Linked DNA regions of Rattus norvegicus: all the other regions are linked to region 1. The links are chromatin contacts, called in public Hi-C maps. All regions are on one chromosome and are shown on one strand. Each heading gives the region's core, a stretch centred on a gene start, on an enhancer-like site or on the middle of the called end of the contact. The rest is flanking DNA. Distances are from core to core; before and after follow the strand shown.

Region 1 (4,809 bases), core at 1,469-3,968:
GACGAGTGTTGGCAGAAGCATGTGCTGGGTGCCCACCTGTGGTGCATGTTTTTCTCTGCGATTTCTGATCCATCATTTTTTTTTTCTATCTTTAAAAGCATCTTCTGGAAGAGAGGCACTTTGGCAAGAAGGAAGCCAGGCCTGCTTCTCATCTTCTCCCTTCGCCTTCTCCTTTTTGGAAACACATAACTCAAAGCAGGTTGACTACACAACAGATCCAGTTGGTTTTAAACTCCATTTTCAGAAGCAAATTCTTTCAGCGAATCTAAATCGAGTCCACAAAAAAATGGCTGCGATGACTTGTGGACAGGGATATAACCTCTAATAAGTGACTCACCTCTCCTTAAAGATGAGAAGATTGAAGTCACAGTGGAGGATAACTTGTCCAGGATCTCACTGTCTGATGCCCTACCTTTATTGACAAAGTGTCAGGAAAAGAAGCCAGGAGTAACTAGTCAGCTGACACTGGTCTTCTGAGGGGTTGAACAAGGAAGGAGTGGGGTGGGGTTAGTGTCACACAGGTTGCCCAGAGGTAGAGAAGAACTGAGTGACAGCCAAGCTGCAGCTTATAGCAGCGATTCAAAATTAAGGCTGGATCCCAACACTGGATGGACAGCAAGTGACAGTGAAGGCAGCTGGCATCCAAAGTGGTAAAATCAAAAGGAGTTTTGTGAAGTGAGCAGAACACCTGGATTCTTGAATGGACTCCATTGTAGGAAATGTCTTCACAATCAATCCCGTCCACCTTTCCCTGTCTGCCCACGACTCACTCAATGCAACCACACCCAGCACTTTTTATCCATACCCGTGCTCCAGGGTGTTCATCAGACTTTTTGACTCTCTTCAGAAGGCTGTGTCCCTTCCTAGTCCTCCTCTTTTTAGTTCAACTGAATTCTACATGTTCTTCAAAGAGCTCTTCAGTCTCACTGCTTCCACAAAGCCTTCCATGTGCCCTTGCTGGAAGCATTCTTTCCCTTCCCTAGCCTTTCATAGCGCCATGGCTATTCCTCTCTCTTATGTGTCAACACCCTTTTGCACACAGTGCACAGACATAGTTGCATTACCTCCTCTCTGACACGGCCATCCTGTCTTCTATGCAGACCTTGCTTGTGTGTCTCACACCGGTGCTGAGAAAATAGTTTGCAAGGGAATGATAATCTGAGAGGGGTCCATGTGGTAAGGATTCTGTTGTACTTGTCTTCAGCGAGATTCTTCGCTGGGGTGTCACGTTCTCCCAGTATGGAAAGAGACAGGGGTGTTGGAAATATTTAGGAATGGACTAAAGAAATGGACAGTGCAGTTTTAAATGGGCCAAACAAAGTCAATTTAAAGAAAAGAACAAACTGAAGATACTTGCAGAGAAACCAGGCACACTTGTAGACCTCTCTGTAGGCGTGCAGAGGGCTTTCCCCCAGAGAACTGGAAGCAGTTAGTTTCATTCCTGATCAAAACACATCAGTAGAAAATTAACCTAAACAGAAGTATCACTGAGATCACAAAGAGGGAAAATATTTTGGAAAGAAGGTGATTCAACACTGAGATGATTTACCAGAGGGAATGTAGACTTGAGTTCTGTCTCCAGAAGACTATTAAAATTCAGTCTGAGTGCCAAGGACAGGTTAGTGACTCCTTCTGGAATGAAAGCCATGGCATGGATTTGACAATCTCATCTCTCACACCTCCCTGTGCTGGCCAGGTGTCCACCTTACATGCCACCAGAAGCCAATCCTAGGATCTCCCAGCAGGTGGCGACAATGCATAGAAAATTCTGATCGGGACAAGGCAAAAGTTTTTGAGAAGGGCTGTGATTGCTAGAGACCCATGCTAGGTCTGTAAAAGTCCTTTAGGTTCTCCATAAAACCTGAAAGTCTCCATCAATTTGCCTCATGTGTTCACCTCCCCTGCTTATTGGTGCTCATTGGAATTAAGACAAAAGAGTGTGTCTGGTTGTTTGTAAATACAAATTCCAAACAGGGCATTCACATTTGCAGAACAGTCATTTGAAGAACATCTTCTGAGTCTGTGTTCACAGAAAAGAATTGGAATACATTTTTTTGAAGACCTTATTAGATTCCCCCCTCTGTCTATGCATATATGGTATAAATGCATACATGGTATATACATGTATATACCATAGGTCAGAACAGATGGCTCAGTTGGTAAAAGTACTTGCCATTCAAGCCCAAGGAACTGAGTTTAATATCCAGGACCCACATAAAATTGCTGGATACAGTGACATAGACTTTCATGAAGGCAGAGACAGAAGGATCCCTGAGGCTCACTGACTTGACAGTCTAGACTAATTCGTGAGCTTCTTGCCAATGAGAGGAGCTGTCAAAAAAGGGGGGAGAGATAGACATTGGTAAGGATGTCCTAAGGATATTGTTTCTTAAAGACTATCTCCTAACTTCGGTAAGTACTGTACACACATTCATGTGTGGGTTCACACACACACACCCACCTACACATGTGCACCCCCCCACATAAACAAACACATATATTCTCACATGCATAAAAATAACACCTTATTAGCAAAAACAGAGGCAGCACAATCCAAAAGAACAGTGACTCCTCTAAAGATGTACACATATTTACAGGTTGGCATGCCTGTGTGTTCTCTAGCTTCCTTTTGAGGAAGGCTGCTGCTGTAAGATGCTCGGGACGTCAAGTATCCCTGTTGAGTCATGCAAGACAGCTGACTCTGCTGACACCTAACAGGCCAACAGGCCGGGGCCTGGTGACTCAGCCCCGAGACAGCCTCTAGATGAGGATACGTGAGGGTAGCCCATGCCTATCAAAAGCGATAATTAGGAAGGACGCTGTATGTTGTATGCAATAACCAACATCAGATTCCCTCCCAGTGACAGTTCCCATTGAGGTCCTCGCCGTGTCCCGGTGGACAGTTGCTGCAGCACCACTAAGAGCTAAGCTCTGCCTTTTAACCCATTCATGATTTTTGCTTGCTTTGCTTTTGTGTTTTGGGTCCCAGAGTAGGTCGGATTGCTGAGGTTTACTTCTTTTCCTGGCTTCCCTATCCATCATTTAGATCTTTATATCTCTTTGACGGTGCATGAGCAGCCTCCTAAGTAATCCATTAGCGTTTATAATATGCACCTCCCCCCTGCACCCCAACTCAGGTGGCTGCATCGGTGGGACTTGCGGCTGTGCCATGTGGACAGGAGATGACAAACGTGCGTTCTTTGTTGAAAAGAAAACTGCTCACTTTCCACATAGAGGCTGAGAGACTTTCCATTGGCCTTTTGTCTGTCTATATTTTCTCCATTTCCTGTGTTTCATGACCTCAAGGTAGTTTTGCTTGTTTAATTGGCTGCATTTGCAAGTCTGTCTTCAGGCCTATTCTATCATGACATCCTTTAGATTAGGAATGATAACAACTTGAAATTTTATTATGAGCCTGCAATAAAGATTTCCCACTAGCTCCCACCAATGAAATTCTGTAGTCCAGTTCCCAGCATGAGAAGTAGTTGTCTTTCTGTAAGAGACAAAGGGTTTACAACTCTGTGGTTAAATCAAGACAGAGGTGGGACACTGGAAGGCAGCCAGGGGTGGATATCCTCACTGGAGTACTGGCTTTGAAAGCACATGCTTTCTTTGGGATGATTTCAGTTGTCGAACGCAGCAGGCTTGACATCAATACACAGCAGGCCATGGATTATGGCTGTCTCTAATGACCATGTTGCAGTCTGTTTATTGTTCTGGATGTTAATATATAGAGCAAATGATAGTTCTTTAATTGAAGGTTGGAAGTGCTCCTTGCTAAGGCGCCTGGGTGACACATCCTTAACCACTGTGGTGAAACCCTAGACACTTACTGGCTAGAAAATGATAGCCTTGAAAGCCCTCTTCCTATTTGTGCCTGTGTTTTGCATGAGCCCAGCGGCAGGCCTGCACCTCACTGGCAGCTCTTAATTTTACCAGAGGGCGGCATTATTGGGGAACTATCAAGGACATATTAGTTCCATAGGAAATCTCGGCTAATCAGAGCTTTAGTGGAACATGGCAACACAGGATGTTTGAGGCCAGGAGAGACGAAAGGTATCAGCTCCTTTCTTTTTGAAAAGTTCTGGAGGTCAGAGGTATGAAGTGGGTTGCCCTGGAGAAAAACCAAGCATTCTTTCTGGGTGTTCTGGTGGGAGTATATTTCTTTTACTTTTTTAGTTTGTAGAAGTGTCCTATGTCCTGTAGCTTGGGAGCCCTTCTCATCTGTTCTCTGGTTTTTATGGTCTGGTTCTCTTGTTTCATTTTCTCAATTTTGAAAATCTCTGTGATTGTATTGGTCCCTTTAATTTCTTCATACCCGAATCATCTGATAAGCCATCTTAATTCCATCTACCATCTTGAATTCTCTTCTTCTACTATCATTCAGCATAGATACTATTCACGCCGGATCTTGGACAAAAACACGGGCATCTTTGGGATGGAGCCATTATTCTTCTAACCTGGCTAGGAAGGCTCTGTGGAATGCTCATAGACAAGATAAGACTTGTTGTCTAAATCTTGGAGAAAAGGACTAATGGGTGGAAAATTTCAGTAGGACAAAGGCTGTTCCAGAGATTTTAAAAGCAAAATTCTTAGTCAAACCAAGGAGACTTTCTTTTGCTAAGAGCGCATGTTTTGGGCTAGACAGAACAGGGGTCCAATGTGAAGTCTACACTGGGTGGATAGAAGATTTTAAATAGATTACTCAATGCTGTTTATTTTAATGTAGAGGTAACTATGCACAATGTTTTACGGATGTGGAGTATCAGAAAGAATCAACTTCGAAGGTTGTGGTGGTGTTGGGCTTAT
Region 2 (4,809 bases), core at 1,667-4,166, 210 kb after region 1:
AAACTTGAAGTGCCAGGATGGGAGGGTACACTGAGGGGTACACTGGGGGCCCACCCACTCAGAGTAGAAGGGGAGAGAGTGACTGGGAGGGTGACAGTGATTGGAATGTAAAGTGAATAAATTAAATTGAGTGCTTATTTGGGAGTGAGTAGTGAGAGAGAGAGAGAAAGAGAGAGAGAGAGAGAGAGAGAGAGAGAGAGAGAGAGAGAGAGTGTGTGTGTGTACAACACTTTTAGTCAGTGGGGAAATATAGTTTATGGTTATTTTAAGTGACCATCTCAAGTCAGGTAGGTTTTGGTGCAGAGAGGCAGAGAGAGAGAGAGAGAGAGAGAGAGAGAGAGAGAGAGAGAGAAGGGAAGCTTGGTCCTTTGAAGCCAGAGCTGGTGGGGTGGTTTTCCAGGATCTAAAGGGCTGCTTTTAGATCTCACCAGTTTATCTTGCCAAAAAACCATGTGTGCCACAATGATCATTGGTAGCACACTAAGCCAAACAAGGCTGAAATGAATGTCCTGTTGGTTCATTAATCTTATTTTGGCATGTGAACTTTTCTAACGCCTAGGGGCTTATGTTTGATCAGATTCCAAGCCTCAGGATCTAAAGGCAAATGTGGTGAGTCTTGCTCCTTTGTTGTGGATCATGAAGGAAGTGAGGGAGTGGGACACTAGGAAAGAGCAAAGCTGAGGGTGTTTCTAAGCATACCGGCCACTGCATGCTGCTGAACACTGCCTGAGCTTAGAGAATTCTAACAGGGAATTCTTCATCCCATCTAAGAACAGAATGCTTATAAATCAATGGAGAGAAAAGGGATTTCCCCTTTCTCCACCATCAAAGTCAAAATGAGCATTAAAGTCTCTGGCACTCTCTGACAGCATCTCTGGAATCTTTAATGAGGGACCAAGGAAAACAGAGCCCCTGCTTGGGAGCTACAGTATGCACAAATGCACCGTCTCTCTGCACGCACTGTCATATGTAGGGCCTCTCAGCATGAGGTAGAGTGGAGCAGCCTTGGAGGACCTCCCTGGGTTTGCATCTCTGGGAACTGCACTGTGATTGCTCTTACTCGAGTCAGGAGTTTACACAAAGACAAGGAGGCAGGATGCATATGAACTATATATCCAGAATACTCAGAATCTGTGGACCTGAATTGCTCTCTCGAGTATCAGCTCTGCCTTCTGTGAACATTCACTGGGAGGAATTGCTCTTTTGCTAAGACACATATGTCCAGGCAAATGTAACCAGACAAGGGCTACAGATCACTCATGCCTGCCATCTGCTACTGGGGCAGAGGGGACTGTCTTGGGAATCACTCTCCTGTTTCCAGAATGTCACAGAACATAGAAACCCTCCCCTAATCCCTGCCTCAGTAAATGTGCTCTCTGATACTCTTTTGAAAGAAGTTCCTTTATTTATTTATTTATTAAACATAGGATTTCCAGCCCCCGGGGTGGGACAGAGAGAAGGGCAATTAAATATCCAGGGAAACTCTTCCCTAGACAGGCCTCTTTAAAAGCTGACTGTCCATGCCTTGTCATTATCTGCTTTTCGATTTATATAAGAATCAACAAGGAAACTTAGCACACCTAGACCTGGGTTACATAACTGAAGATGGCCTTGACCATCTGATCCTCCTGTCTCCACCTACCAAGTACTGGAATATAAGCCTATACATTTTAAAAACTCTCTCTATAGTATCTAATACATATGCATACATTTTATATACCACTTTCCTGGAAATGTAAAACTATTAGAGACAAATAGCAAATGGGCCTTAGCATTTAAATAATTCCCCAGAATCAGAGTGAATAAGAGGCACTTTCATATATGTATATAATATACTTCGAGCATATCATCCCCCCTATTGCTATTTTAACCCGTCTTCCTTCTATCTTGCTTGATTCCATGCCTCTTTCCTTATCTAGAATCTACATCATAGAAATAACATGCGATATTTTTTGAGTGTGGCTTGTTTCATTTAACATAATGATCTACAGTTCCATTCATTTTCATGAAAACAACATAAGTCTTATTCTTTCTTATAGCTGAGTAATTAAAAGTTCACAGCTGAGCTTTTATGATAACACACAGGACTTACAAGAAATAAAACATGCATGTAGGGAATAAAATGAAAGATAGAAATAAGGAAAATATCTAATAGAAGATAGACCCTTTTTAGAAGGCAGTGAGCTAAATGCAATAATATAAATATGTAATAATTATTAAATGCTTCCTATAAATGGATCTACTCTACACTCTCATATCTTAAGCTATGAGATAAGGTATAAACCATATCTCAGTCGTCAGAGGAAGGGTATGAGGCACAAAAGGCTTAACTAACCTCAACAGCGCACTGATATTGGATAATGGGTAGTTTCTGACTCTGAAGAAGATATTCATGTGGTAAACAGTGAAGTGGAGATGTATTAGGCTTCAGATCATCATTGTATCCTAGGGCCAGGTATGAGCATAGTCAGTCGGCAAGCAATGACTTGTCCAAAGGAAGTGAGCTGAGCTGAATGGAAAACAAAGAAGTGAGGAAGAGAAATACTGAGGTCGTCATAGAAACTGAAATGGCAGGACCAGGAGCCAGAATAAGCAGTACCCTGCCTTTGCCCCGGACAATCTTCAGGTGAAGTCCAGGAAGAAATCTCGAGGCACTGACTAGGTTTGTGGTCCTATCAGGAGACAAATAGAAGCTAAAGAGTAGAGCAAGGCTCCGTAATTCCAACTTGAAGAGTATGTTTGTGTGCCATGACTCTGAGCACCAGGCATCCTCCATCTAGCGGCTTGTTTAAGCTCTGAAAATACATGGCCTGCTTAATAAATAGACATTTATTTCAGTCTTGTCGTTCAAATGGCTAACTACTGTGACCACAACCTTCTCAAGAACGCTCGTCATGTTGAGACAAACCACAGGAATGACTGGGCAACACCCTGAGAACTCAAACTCTGAGGTACACTAACAGCTGTGTGACCCTAAGTAAGTCAGTCTGGCTCCTTCCCCAAATTCCCTGCTTCCAACTTAATGGCAGAGTGGCCTAGAACAGAGCCTCCATCCACGTATCCATCCATCCTCATGTCCAAGGGCATTCTGCATCCCCGCTTGACCCCCATCTGCTACAGCTGCTCTGCTTGGCTTTGGCCATTTCCTCTCGTCTTTTCCTTCTTCCCCCACCTCAATTCACACAGGCCACTTCATTTTCTATCTTTCTAAAGAGAGGCAGCGTGTTCTCAGTCAGGAGAGTGGAACTGGCCAATGCAATAAATGTTTTGTGAATCTAGCAAATGCCCGTGTGCCATTTTAATGTCTTAGTTCTTTCACATGGCCCCAGTCACCAGTCTCCCCAGGGCAACAGCTCTTCATTTCATTCCCAGGGACAAAACATGTACTCTAACTCCCAAATCCCACTCAAGGGCAGAAAATTTGGTACTTACTCATTCACATTCTCCACGAAGGTTTCACTGACATGGTTTTGTTACAATTACTCTGGGACTGGACTTTTGAATCAATTATATGCTTGGTGGGTGCCAACAACATTTGTTCCTTCTTTAACATGTTTTTTAATAATTAGAAAGAATTTCTCTGGATCACAGAATACTTCAGGCTTGCCAAAAGCAAGCTGCAGTGTTGACTTCTGAGTGTTGTAAATGATTCTGCTGGGGCTGCCATCACAAAACAACTACTTCACTGAGTAGAGATGATTTTTCTCTTAAGTTGGCCTGCTATCTGCCCAGTATTCACTTAAATAAGTTTGCCTTTGAAGACTGGGACCTTTCATACTGCTTATTGTTGGATCCAACTTATATAGAGAAAAGCTTTAATAGCCCTTCCAACATCAAATACTGGACACAGTGGTATAGGATGAGCTCATTGCCACTCAGCACTGGCTGTGATGGCCCATTAAGAAGGAGCAAAAATGTCTTCCACTCGGCAGATAATTCTTCTTCCAGCCCGAGAAAGTGAGCTTCTGCCTATTCCAGATACTAAGGCTGAGGCTGTGGTGATTATCAATGCACTTACATTGCCAGGATTGGAGTCCCACAGGATTTCTGCGTAAGCAACACAGGCCATCAAGTGTCTCCTTCTTGTACATGTCCCCAGCTTTGACCTTTAATCATGAGACTCCCTGCTAAGTATTCTTTATCCTTTTGTATAAGTATTTTTAGAACATACTTGAGAGTGTTCAGAACTAGCATACAATTACTGTTGTTAAGAAAAATAATTTTAACCATAGAATTTTCAAAGGTCTGTGAATAGAGTTCTAGGGAAGCTCCAACAGGGATAGGCATTGTTATTTTGTAATGTGAAATGTTCTGTGTAGTCAATCTCAGAATTTCCTAAACTTAGAGTCAGTCTCGCTGGACCAGAGGATGAGCAAGCCCAGGAGTTATTTAAACAAAAAAGGGGAGAGAGTTGGTTGTATAGCAATTTTTTGTTTTGTATTTTTGGTAGGACTAGGGAATGAATGTAAGGTCTAATACATGCTAGGTAAATACTCCACAATGGAACTACAATCACAGCCCTAGATATTGGCCTTGAAAACACACACACACACACACACACACACACACACACACACACACACACACACACGTTCTTTGAGAATTTTGTACAATGCATTTAGATTCTATTCATGACCTCCCCAGATACCTCTCTCTCTCTCTCTCTCTCTCTCTCTCTCTCTCTCTCTCTCTCTCCCAACATTATATCCACCCAACATTGTATTCTGTTTTAGCCATCAAGACCAATTTGTGCTACCCAAATATTCTTGGATATGTGCTCTTCCACTGGAGTGTGGTCAGCTTAACAGG
Region 3 (4,809 bases), core at 1,465-3,964, 130 kb after region 1:
TTATGTGAAAAGGGCATCTCTAATGATCATTAATAACTTATTGTAGTATAATTGTAGTATATTATATTGTTGTATAATAGTTTTTGCACAATTGCTTTGAATGATGGTTCTATGGCTCAGGCCCAATTCTTTCCTGCCCTGTTTCCCACCATTGGGTTCTGCTGTACAGACAAAGCTGCTCACAAAGAGAATATCTGCCCCTTAGAATCCGGAGGACACCGAGTGTCACTGTTCCCCATAAGGTAGAAACATTGCCAAAATAGTGAATCAGATCAATTCTAAGCTGCTTTTTATCAAAGGTTGCATTCTTTTGAAGTTTTATTTTTCCCATTAATTTTCCCTTTTTAAAATATACTTTCCTTATTTTTATATTATGAATAGCTTTAATCCAACCAAATATTTCTAGCTTCAATGGTGTTGGTTTGATCCCAAATAGCCTATAAAAATGGCAGTTTTATTTCTTGATTCTTTTTCTTCTGATGCCTGGCTTTTGATGTTTTCAGAGCCCTTTAGAACACCTCCCAAATTTTCACACATTGGCTCATTTTCAACTTTTTCCTCAGATGTCCAGAGCTCCTGACGCCTGCCTCCACTGGCCCAGTGCAGTTGTAGTTCTGGCCCCTCTTCTTCCACACAGAGCCCTTCTGTCTGCCCTGCTGGGAGCAGGCACTGGCCAGGAGAAACCAGCGTCTCCAATACTCAGCATGAAACAGGCCTATGGCAAAGGAGTTGGATATTTTTATGTGATTTCATTGTCTTGAATAAACTTTCGGAGGAGCTGAATTTTTTTTTTTTTGTTTCACAAGTCTAAAAGAGTCTATCAATATAAATTAATAAGAACCTGTAGCTTCTAATGAAGAAATCCTGAAGGAAATGAAACAAAAGATGTTTTTGTTGGGCACCTTCTGATTTATTTTGTGATTTATGTAAACAAGGTTAACTTCATTTCAGAAACAATACTACTCTGTGCCAGGAGTCCTCACAATTCCTTCAAGGCAACCGACCACTGACAAGCAGCAGGGTTTGCCCACCACACACACAAATGGGAAGTGATACAGCACAGTGATTACTGTCAGTTAACTTGTTTCTAACTTCTCCTGTAAGAACATCTGCTATTCTTTAAGTTACAATTTGATGGGGGTGGGGCATCAAGGGCATGCTGGTGTCCTCAGGCCTCAGGAGAACGAGATGGGATTATGAGCACATGGGCATCTTGAGATAAACGAAGACACCCTCTGTCTCAAGGGGTCAGGGGAGATACAATAGTAATTCAGGGGAGAGTCCCCCCATCTTGTCTTATTTGAGACTTTGTGTTCAACTTTGTACTAATGAGCTAACCAGAAATAAGGTCAGGTCTCACTCAGTCTTTTGAATTGTCTGTATAGCCCTGATGGTAGAAAGCAGGCTCATATATGTTACCTGTACTCTGGTAAATGCTTACACTTGTAGAAACCCTGGCCAGGCCCTTCAGGAAAGTGAAATATGAATCAGGGTGGTGGCAAAACAGTAATGAATTGGATCATTAGCACGTTCTCAAATGTCTGGTAATCTTTTTTAGCAATGGATTTCACAGTTGCTACATATGATCAGGAGTTGTGTGATTTCTGATTTTCTTACGAACTAGAGAACACCCATCTAGTTCACTCATAGGCTTCCAATGGTCGGCCAACAACAATTCATTTGACATTTCTCTGACTATGAAATGTAAGGCTAGGTTTTGGATGATTTCTGAAAGCATCAAGTGTGCTGTCTAAATCCAATCAACCACGAATCAGTGGATTCATGTCAACCTTCCTCCTTACCCTGTACTATGTCTGTTTCATCCAAAGAATTTCTTTCCTCCCAACAAGGTAGCATTAAGAGGTGGGACTTGCTGGGTCATGAGACTAGATTAGTTTCCTTACAAACGAGGTCTATGGAAGCTTGCTTCTTCACAATGTCAAAAACTTGTCAGCAGTCACCCTCTACAATTTAAAGAGCAAGCTCTCTTGGACAACTAATCTGCAGCACCTTACTCTTGGGCTCCCCAGCTTTCTGTTGTGTATAAACTATCCAAATTACAGCATTTGTTTTAACTCTCAAAATAGGCTGACACCCTGAATTTATAGGTTACAGGTTTGCCTGTGGTGGCTGATAAATTTTGTGCTTATCTCTGACTATCTGCCATATTTGTTTTGCCTCACTCTCCTCAATGCAGTTAGGAGGAGCTGCAAACAGTCCACATGAAAGACAGGACCCCTGATCTGGACTGGTAGGTAGCCATGAAGGTAGAGTGGTGTGTTGGACTGTCAACACAAGAGGCCAAATTCTCAGTATTTAATGCTTGGAGGGATGAAAGACAAGCTGTGTTTTTTTAGGTAGCTTGCTGGGTTTTGAAAACACTAACTCAGAATAGGGCTTTATAGAATACAAACAGATTTGAACATACATTCCACTAATCAGTTTTGCAAGATCAATGTTTTGTTTGCTCAGTGGGCTAGGGTCTTTCTTGTGATTTTGACCATGGCCCAGAGTAAAAGCTGTACCTAACATAATTGCAGGTTCCCACATTTAAATCCCCCAATTTTAAACATTTCATGAATTAATAATTTTTATACTAATAATTGCCCAGACTTTGCTGGAGAATGCTCTCATATTAAACATGGGCGAGTAAAAAGAGCTGTTAGACTTCCTTTTGGTATGGATCATAGAGTCACGGCAGGGAGTCATTCAACATGTTATTCACATGACTCAGAAGCCTTCTCATCCAGCTTCAGGAGGCACGGAGTAAGAATGTGATTCCATTTCGAGCTCATTATCAGCCCAATTATTGACTTTGTTAAGATACACAATTGCCCTAGGTCTGGTCTGCTGCCAACAGCCAGCAATTACCTACAATCTCCTTGGCATTTATGTCAAATATATCATGTGGTTTCTAAATTAAAACCATAGGAAACACAGGTAAAGGGGGCTATTGTGAAGGGTCTCATTGGAAAGATAGGTGAGTTATGATCCAGTTTCTCAGCAAGCTGGGTAGAGTGCAAATGCTAATCTTCTCTCCCTCTGGTCTTCAGTCAATGATGGATGTAACTTCAGGATTTAAGGAGCACTACACTGACTCTAAACTGTGTTCTGAAACATGAACTTCACATTTGTTAATAAAGTGTGGAAGAATTAAGAGTCCCGAGTGAAGGCTGTTATTGAACGTAAACTCTCACCATTTTCTAATTTTTTTCTCCAAATACTCAAACTCTGTTTTACATGGAAATATATTGCTTATGTACGCATAGGATGCTATATGAGACACAGAGCCTCATGACTCACCTTCTCAGCCTTTCCTGGAATTTCTATTGTTCTTTTACAGGACTGGGAAGTGCCTGTCCCAAAGCCAAGGATGTTTTCAACCTCTGGTTGGGATCATCAGGACACCAGCTGTTCTACAATTACATTAGAGGGTGGAAGAAAAATCCAATCAGAGCTGAAGTTGACCACGGGATGCAGAACTTTGCCGACAGTGAGTGCAGAATCCAGTCAACAAGTAGGCTACTCAGAGGTCAGAGGTGGAGTCCAGAGGTACAATGGAATCTCATTCTTCCCATGTTCTGTCTTTGGACTTTTCCTGGACACTTGCCAACCTGAAAATGGGTTCAGGCACTGGTTGTTCTGAAATATTTATGTTAAAAAGTTGATTTATGAGACTCATTTGACTATGAAAATCTGAGTGTGAAACCAGTCAACAAATCCATCCCCATAAGACATCAGAGGGTTCAATGCCCCCTGCTTGGTCCAGCAGCTCCCCCACAGTCACTTGAATTCATTCCTATGGGTGAAGATGCATGACTGCTCCTTTTACGAGCAGCCACAGAGGAGGGCTTTGCCATGCTAGGAAACTCACAAAGAACAAAGGAATTTGCCCCATGCCCGTGAGGACTTTAGATATAAAATACCAGCCTGTTTGGCTCAGGGGAAAGGTGCTGTAAGTTACAGTCCCTGCAGCCAAGTCTCCCCAGAAGCCTTTTGCTCAGTTTGACAGCTACCTTCCTGGTTATGTGGCTTTGTTCATTCGGCAGCCAGTTATCAGGACTTATCTGCATTGTTGGCATTCCTTCTGACCTGTGGCCTTTGTTCATTTGATAGGTATCTGATTGGGGGCAGGCATTAGTGGGGAGGAATGTCTAGATCTTGCTGACTTTGACAAGTGAGAGCTGAAGTAGCAGGCTTCCTCTCCAGAGAGAAATCTGTGCCCACTGTTGTGAGGGTCCTGTTAGGCACTGTGAGGAATGGGAAGGGAAGTGATTCCTGGGACACACTCTAGCAGTGGATACTTAAGAAAATCTTTCCCCATGCACTTCCTGTGTTTAGCTAAAGGTGCAAGAGGAGACTGACAGGTGAGACAAAGAGTAGGAATGGAAAGGATGCGTTCAAAACATCTTCTTTCGTGTTAGGAAATTGTCCCCTACTTAAAATGTCTTCCCTATGCTCAGCTGAACACAGTATTGTCATTTCACTAATTTAGGCAAGATGTTGTTGTTAAGTAGCTAAGATTTAAGTAACTGCGTCCTTAAAGAACATTTCTTCATACAGTTTTAGCTGTCCTAGAACTCACTATATAGACCAGGCCGACATCCACAGAGATCTACCTGCCTATAGGTTTAAAGCACATTTTTTAAATATATATATATATATATATATATATATATATATATATGGTGTGTGTGTGTGTGTGTGTGTGTGTGTGTGTGTTTATGTGCATTCACACGGGTGTGTGAAGAAGCACAGGTTGGGGACCTTCCTCAATCTCCTCTTCCTCCTCCTCCTCCTCCTCCTCCT

What was found. A called contact is a pair of places that touch in the nucleus more often than the background predicts.
Region 2: a Hi-C map of the A7r5 cell line shows a contact between it and region 1, with 4 times the contacts expected there. The contact joins two enhancer-like sites. A contact is called at or near these places in 3 of 12 Hi-C or Micro-C datasets (the A7r5 cell line, the Rat2 cell line and frontal cortex).
Region 3: a contact with region 1 is called in a Hi-C map of the A7r5 cell line, with 3 times the contacts expected there. The contact joins two enhancer-like sites. A contact is called at or near these places in 2 of 12 Hi-C or Micro-C datasets (the A7r5 cell line and the Rat2 cell line).

The regions. Positions count from the first base shown.
Region 1 is chr3:124,887,788-124,892,596 of GRCr8, forward strand. The region is part of intron 1 of LOC134486427 (a long non-coding RNA gene); the gene reads left to right. Among named protein-coding and RNA genes, the nearest start is that of Rasgrp1, 210 kb to the left of the region's middle. Within about 2 kb of position 2,719, at least 6 of the 93 cell types and tissues checked have an H3K27ac peak or open chromatin away from gene starts, as enhancers often do. A contact at or near this core is called in the A7r5 cell line, where this site is marked.
Region 2 is chr3:125,093,510-125,098,318 of GRCr8, forward strand. No RefSeq gene overlaps it. Among named protein-coding and RNA genes, the nearest start is that of Rasgrp1, 410 kb to the left of the region's middle. Within about 2 kb of position 2,917, at least 8 of the 93 cell types and tissues checked have an H3K27ac peak or open chromatin away from gene starts, as enhancers often do. A contact at or near this core is called in the A7r5 cell line, where this site is marked.
Region 3 is chr3:125,021,432-125,026,240 of GRCr8, forward strand. No RefSeq gene overlaps it. Among named protein-coding and RNA genes, the nearest start is that of Rasgrp1, 340 kb to the left of the region's middle. Within about 2 kb of position 2,715, at least 6 of the 93 cell types and tissues checked have an H3K27ac peak or open chromatin away from gene starts, as enhancers often do. A contact at or near this core is called in the A7r5 cell line, where this site is marked.